2 separate regions of the Danio rerio genome follow, and region 1 is linked to region 2. Evidence: chromatin contacts called from public Hi-C data. All regions are on one chromosome and are shown on one strand. The core of a region is the stretch at or near the end of the contact, and the rest is flanking DNA. Distances in the headings are between cores, read along the strand shown.

What was found. A called contact is a pair of places that touch in the nucleus more often than the background predicts.
Region 1: a Hi-C map of embryo shows a contact between it and region 2, with 2.9 times the contacts expected there. The contact joins two enhancer-like sites. A contact is called at or near these places in 2 of 18 Hi-C or Micro-C datasets (embryo and hematopoietic stem cells) and 1 of 4 datasets of contacts at active chromatin or transcription factors (caudal fin).

The regions. Positions count from the first base shown.
Region 1 is chr12:28,803,067-28,806,743 of GRCz12tu, forward strand. No RefSeq gene overlaps it. Among named protein-coding and RNA genes, the nearest start is that of msl1b, 31 kb to the right of the region's middle. Within about 2 kb of position 1,330, at least 13 of the 62 cell types and tissues checked have an H3K27ac peak or open chromatin away from gene starts, as enhancers often do.
Region 2 is chr12:28,519,183-28,523,107 of GRCz12tu, forward strand. All of the region lies in intron 16 of arhgap12b (Rho GTPase activating protein 12b), which reads left to right. Among named protein-coding and RNA genes, the nearest start is that of arhgap12b, 99 kb to the left of the region's middle. Within about 2 kb of position 1,334, at least 3 of the 62 cell types and tissues checked have an H3K27ac peak or open chromatin away from gene starts, as enhancers often do.

The DNA.
Region 1 (3,677 bases), core at 80-2,579, 280 kb after region 2:
GGCTTTGATGCATTTCTCAAAACTATTAGTACAAACTGCAAAACTGCAAAAATGGAGAGCTCATTCCTCAAAAGCAAGTATTGATGTCCATGAAAATGATTTTCATTTTTTTTTTAATAAAATTAGCTTGACAGATTTTGACAACTAGTTCAACATTTTTGTATGTAATGAGTCAAGTAATGAAATGAGGACTATTAGTTTTATATGGAGTGACTATTCAGCATTCACAAGTTTAGTTAATTTTGACTGAGATGACATAAGCTAATGATAATGTTACAAAGCAGCAGAGAGTTGGACAAGAGCAATTGATGCATGTCCAAAAGCATTCGCAATTTGTTGGAAGGAATGAGAAACTGCTACTATGATGTGCACAAAGGACTAGTTATTTTGAGAAATGCATTAACTATTGTGGAAATTAAAAAAGTGTTGTGAGAAATGCACTAAAGCGACTGTATTAAAAATTTTATATGAATCTTTCCAATAAAGCAAACAGTATATTAATCTTAGACATTCAATAAAAAACATGAAAAAAAGTCTGTTACAGAAAAGAAATTGCAAAAGGATGAACCATCCATATTAAATTTAAAAACAAACATATTTGTGGATGTTTCCCAGAGATGGGTTGCGGCTGGAAGGGCATTTGTTGCGTAAAAAAAAACTTGCTGGATAAGTTGGCAGTTCATTCCGCTGTGACGACCCCAGATTAATAAAGGGACTAAGCCGACAAGAAAATGAATATCTGTGGCAAGTAAACAATGCAGAAAGACACAGACAGACAGACAGACAGACAGACAGACAGACAGACAGATAGACAGATAGATAGATAGATAGATAGATAGATAGATAGATAGATAGATAGATAGATAGATAGATAGATAGATAGATAGATAGATAGATAGATAGATAGATAGATTTCCACACACTCATCAGCACACACACACACACCTCCATCACCCTTCCATCTGCCCTGAGGTCTCACCTTACGTCCCCAGTGGGCTCTCCTTTACTCAAGACGGTGTTGGGTTTAGGCAAAGGGTCTGATCCTGAACACAGCCCCTCTACACCCCCAAAACACACACTCACACACCCCGTTCATTTTCAAAAAAATCATTGATTTTTCCGTTCCCCAGTAATGCTATCATCTTCTGGAAACAAACCCACCAAGGACTGGAGTTTGATCAATTCATACCCCAGCCCACCTCTTTCTCTCTCTCTCTCTCTCTTAGAGGTCATGTATACAGTGGCACACATGCACCAGTATATGCAGGTGGCTTTATGGAGATCGTTCCACTCCCTCCCGTTCCCCAGTGGAAATGGATGTCCATTAAAGATGACATCACACAGGCACTGCAACAGCCGTGAGCAGCTGCGGCCCATAAGAGAGGCTCAGCTATCCTGTAATGTCTCATATGAGCCTAGCAGACTCACAGAGCAGCGTCATGGCTATGGGGAAAACAAATGGCACAGCTCAACTAACAGGCCAATGGAGAGAAGTCACTTTAACCGCACACACACACACACACTGGATAGAAAAAGTTGATCACTTTGCTCTTTATAAGAGAAGCAAATATTAAACCGAGACTTTACTTTTGTGTTTTTGTCTTTTAAAACACGTCTCCTGAGACTTTTGATGAAGATGGAGATAACTGACTCAAATATAGACTGGCGTTTTCTCTTGAGTGTGGCAAGTTTACTTTAAAGGAATTGTTCACTCAGAAATTACATTTCAGCTATCATTTAGTCACTCTTGACTTGTTCCAAACTAAATTATGTTGTTGCTTTTTTGGGAATACAGAAAATGTTGGAAATCTGTAACCATTGATATCCACAATAGGAAAAACAAATATTATCAGTTTAGTTGACTTTATTAGTACCCGTAGGTATATATTAGCAGCAGGATTTGGCATTTGGGGCGGCACGATGGTGCAGTGGGTAGCACTGTCCCCTCACAGCAAGAAGGTCACTGGCTAACAACCCACCTCGAAAAAATTAAATGTTACGAAACAGCGACATGGTGCAGCTCAATATAAACTTTGATATAAATGGTCCTGGAAAGTAAGTAAGAGTTATTTTAATTTAATACAAACAATTTAAACAATCAAATCACACCATCATCACAAATCACAGACACACACGTTCCCACAGAAAACTCATCAGGTTAAAATAAGAATAATTTTGGAAGTCAATAGTTACGTACAGGTTTCCAACATTCTTCAAAATATCTTTTATTTGTGTTTAACAGAACAAAAAAAATTTGGAACAAAGTAAATGATGGCAGAATAATAGTTTTTGGGTGAATTATCCTTTATGGGTAAAAAAAAAATGAATCCAGACCTTTTTGTGCTTCTATTATTTTATTATTATTATTATTATTATTATTATTATTATTATTATTATTATTATTATTATTATTATTATTATTATTAAGGAATTATTAATATCTCACAATATCATTCAGTAAGTTATACATATCCATATACACATAACATTTGTTATTTATTATATTATTAAAATTGTATTATTGTTTTGCCAATTGCTGCTTAATGCTAATAACATTTAAATAATCAAAGTTAAACAGTATTAAACACACTCTTGTGAATTTCGGCATTGAAACCTGTGCAATATATACAAAATAAAATATAATTATTGAGACATGCAGCAAATACAATAACAAAAATGACTTTCACAGATAGAAAATAAAATGAAAAAATAAAATAAAATAAGTTTCTTAAGTTTTGGATTTTGCTTCCCACTTATTCAAACTTTTAAATAGCTTGGACCTTGACTGCTTGTACACACAGATCTAACTATTCAAACCTAAAATCCATGCATCCATTAATTTTTCTTCGGCTTAGTCCCTTTATTCATCAGAGGTCGCCACAGTGGAATGAACCTCCAACTATTCCAGCATATGTTTTACACAGTGGATGCAACCCAGTTCTGAGAAATATCCATACACACTCACTCACACACACACACACACTAAGGACAATTTAGTTTATTCAGTTTGCCTGTACCAAATGTCTTTGGACTGTGGAGGAAACCGGAGCACCCGGAGAAAACCCACGCCAACACAGGGAGAACATGCTCCATATGGAAATACCAACTGACCCTGCTGGGACTCAAACCAGTGACCTTCTTACTGTGAGGCAACAGTCCTAACCACTGAGCCACCGTGTTGCCCCAAACCTAAAATTTCCACCTAAAATGTAGATAAATGAAGCAGGAATAATTCAATCTTATTCATCATCCCAGCCACAAAGTCTCTCTCTGTTTCTCTCTCCTGGTGGAGCGTCACACATCCGGCAGGTGCTCTGCTTTCGGCCAGACTGCTTTGAGGGACAGCAGCAACTGTTGCGTCCACCTGTCTTTCCTTTTTTCATTCTCTTTTCTCTTTAGTCTCTGTGAAAAACAGCTTCACACTGAACACATTGTGCTTATTGGTCACTGAGGGTCTGATGTCATGTTAGAGTAACAGGATTTTAACAGAAGATGAACTCTCAGCAGTCAATGTCACTGGCAAGGCTGATATTAAATCTGTCATAGTTAAGGTCCATAGCAATACACACACACACACGCCATAGAATCACAGTAATGCAGCCCTGCAGGGCCCCCTAGTGCTGCTCATTGGCCACTAAAATGGAAATGAGCGCACACTTGTGCACACACACATATTC
Region 2 (3,925 bases), core at 84-2,583:
GTTGAATGCTAAAGTTTGAAACTTTGGGATGCCGTGTAGTTAAAAAAATTGATAAAATTCTGCTATATTTAATGTCACACTGCATTATTTACTGCAGTAACCACGGTAGCACCATTATTTCTGCTGTTCTATAAGCAACACCTTCTGGATTAACATGTTTATAAAGTTTATAAATAATGTTTTAGTCTAGGATTTGTTTCTTACAATCAGTATTTAGTGATTATATTTAAAAGGTCGCCAATGTTACCGGTTCAGGCCTAAAGTGGTCTTAAAATGTATGGAAAGAGTCTTATAAAAGGTATAGAATTTTACTCTCTGATTCCTGTATATAACACTACTATCGAGCAATCAAATATGAGAGAAGGAGCATTTTACAACAACTCAAAATAAATCTTAGGTAAATGATCCATTATTGTTCTCACAGTGGGTATATTAAAGTCATGCAATATTTACATTTTAGGTAACACTTTAGAAAAATGGTCCTTTAGTTAATGTTTGTTAGTATGAATAGTCCTGTAAAGCATTTATTAATCATATTTTACATTAACTGATGCATTATAAAATCCAAAATTGTGCTTGTTAACATTAGTTAATGCACAGTGAATTGACGAACTAACATTATTTATTTAAAAAAACCGTCAAGTAACATTAACAGATATAAGTAAAAATCATAATAACTGTATTGCTAATAGTTTGTTCATGTTAGCAAATACATAAACTAACATTAACTAATGGATCATTATTTTAAAGTGTTACCAAATTTTGCTATTTTGATATCTTAATATTTTAGCACATTATTGTCGTATAAGCACAACCGCAACATGTTATTCCATACTGTGAGAGAAAAGTCAGAGAAATGAATATTTAGCTTAAAGTGGCAACCCTGTGGGCAGCTCTGGTAAATGTGAGTGTTGGAGGTATATATGGAGGGTGTGGCTGCTGCTCTGCACAGCAAGCCTCTATCGAGTTATCTCACTGTATCCATTACTGGGACAGACCTGGAGACTGGCCAACTACATCATTATGAGGGACAGAAAGAGACTGAACACCACATCCTCCTGATGCATCGCCACTGCACACGAGACTGTGACGGAGAGGGAATATGAAGGGCTGTATGGTGGAGAGTGTGAGCGCGTGGTGCTGTTGTTAATCCAGGCGCGGCTGGCTATGATTGTGATGCAGTGGGAATGTAATTCGATTAGTTAACGGCCTGTGTAAACAGTTCTTGACAGTGACATCAACCTCAGGAGTTTCATAGGAAATGGCAGATGTGGAGAAGCAACTGTTGTGTTGCTGACGCTTCGGGCTCTTGTAGTGTCCCGACTGTCATCTTGAAATTTGTTCATTGTGGATAAAAAAGGCACAATTAGATTGGAATTGATACAGTCATGTTTAAATCAATATTTAGTTTGTATATTTTTAAGTCAGATTTATATTAACCCTCCTGAATTATTATTACTTATATATGAATCTAAAATAATAATAATTTATAATAAATATTATCACTTATTTTTCCCCAATTTTAAACACATTTCTAAACATAATAGTTTTAGTTTTTTTCCAACTGCTCACACACATTTTTAAAGCCGTGTCACCTTTTTTCAAGACTACACACAATTTTCAAAACTGCGCACACGAAATGCAAAATGCCTTACATTTTCATTTTTCAAAATGTAACACTACATTCGAAATTCCATAAACACACATCATATGCCATAAACTGTAGCTTATATCTACAGTTCAATGCAATATTATACAGTGAAAATAATCGGCTGAGAGGGGGAACAGGTACACTGTAAACACCAATCACATGTAGAAACAAAAAATATCTGTTAGGCCAAACATTATTGGTATATACAGTAGCATACAACAAAACCATAAACATAATAAGTACAAATGTAAAAAGCAAACATGTAAAGCAAAAGTATATTCTCCAGAATACAGTAAAAACACAATTGTCAGTGGAGGGTCTCTGTGGGAGAAGTGTCCATTTCATGGAGAAGATTTACAAACTACATTATACTTGCCAGCATCAGGCTGAGAAGAATTATTCTATTCTTTTCTAAAGGAATTTCTAAACTTCTAACAAAAAGAATGTATTATTTAGAAAAGGTGACTGCAGTAGGTATAAAACTACAAATTGTGGATTTTTTGTTCCAGAACATCCCAGTGTCCTGTTACTTTTGATCTATTTATAGGTCTGCACTACAATGATTGCTTAGTGATCAGTTAAGAAATTAGTGTTTGCACATTTGAGGAGTGTGTGTGCCATGTCAATAAGTGTAGCATTTTGATTGGTTATGTTTGGAAAAGGAAAGAAAGTGGCTTCCTGTTAGATTTTTGTGTTTTAGGTAGAGAGTTGTGTGTAGTGTTTTGTAAAAAGTGTTTTATGCAGTTTACAACTGAGTATAAGGATGAGAAATAGCTTCTGGTTGTGGAAATTTGCTGTGTCGTTTTTCCATTTTGAGTGGGATGTTTCAGAAATTGTGTGACAAGATTTTGTGTGTAAGCAGTTGGAAAAAAACTGTAATAACTAATGTCTAATAACTGATTTTCTTGATCTTTGCCATGATGACAGCACATACTATTTTACTAGATATTTGTCAGCGTTTTAGTATTCAGCTTAAAGTGCAATTTGAAGGCTTAACTAGGTTATTTAGGCTAGTAAGGGTAAATAAGGCAAATCCCTCTAATAATATAATGTATAATGATGGTTTGTTCTGTAGACACTTTAAAAAATATATTGCATAAGGTGTCTAATAATATTGACCTAAAAAAAACTGCTTTTTTATTAGCCTAAATATAACAAATAGAACTTTCTAGAAAAAATATTATAGGAAATACTGTGAAAAATTCTTTGCTCTGTTAAACATCATTTGTGAAATAATTGATAAAGAAAAAAATATATATATATTATTGTTAGGAGGGCTAATAATTTTGAATTCAACTGTATACTTGTATACAGTACATATATTTGTATATATATGAATTTATATGTACATCATTACATTGTATTTCATTCATATGCACAGTGTAAAGGTAGATTATTATTTTGAGACCTGAAATTACATTTGACAGTCGACAATTTGACTTTCTATGAGGTTCAGATGTTGGCAAATATAATCTAAATGTAAAAATAGAGGATATGAGCACACACAATTAAATGTACAATATTGGATTTTACAGATCCAGTACAAAGACTGTGATTTATATTATTTGATCAAATACACTACCGGTCAAAAGTTTTGGGGTCAGTACAATTTTTAAATCTTTTAAAATAAGCTTATTCTGATCACCAAGGCTCCATTTATTTAATCAAAAATACAGTACAAATTGTAAAATTGTAAATTGTTATTGTACTATAAAATAACTGCTCAAAAATAGTTTATCATTTAACTTAATCATTTATTCCAGTGAGTTTAAAGATGAATTTTCAGCTTCATTACTCCAGTCTTCAGAGTCGTATGATCCTTTCTTACTCTAATATTATTTATTATTATTGCTGTTGTTGTTGTTGTTGTTAATGTAATGGTGATAAAAACAATAATCACTGGATTAATAATTACATTTGAAACTGCATACAATAAGAAAGCATTTATTTAAAATTGTAATAATTTTTTTTACAATTAAACATTTTTTGATTAAATAAATATCGCCTTGATGAACAGAATAATTTTCTTTAAAAAAAAAAACTGACCCCAGACTTTTGACCAGTAATGGAATTTAGTATTCAATGTATATATTTCTTCCTGCCATGTAATATAAAAACTCTCACACACAAATTCATTTAAATTGTCTACAGATTAGAATGTATGTAAAAAGAGAGACATGTTTTTTATATTAAAAAAAAAGAGAAATTATTAATAATAAAATTTTTTTGTTGGTAAAATCTTTTAATATTTTTAAAATAAGTTTTCTTTTTCTA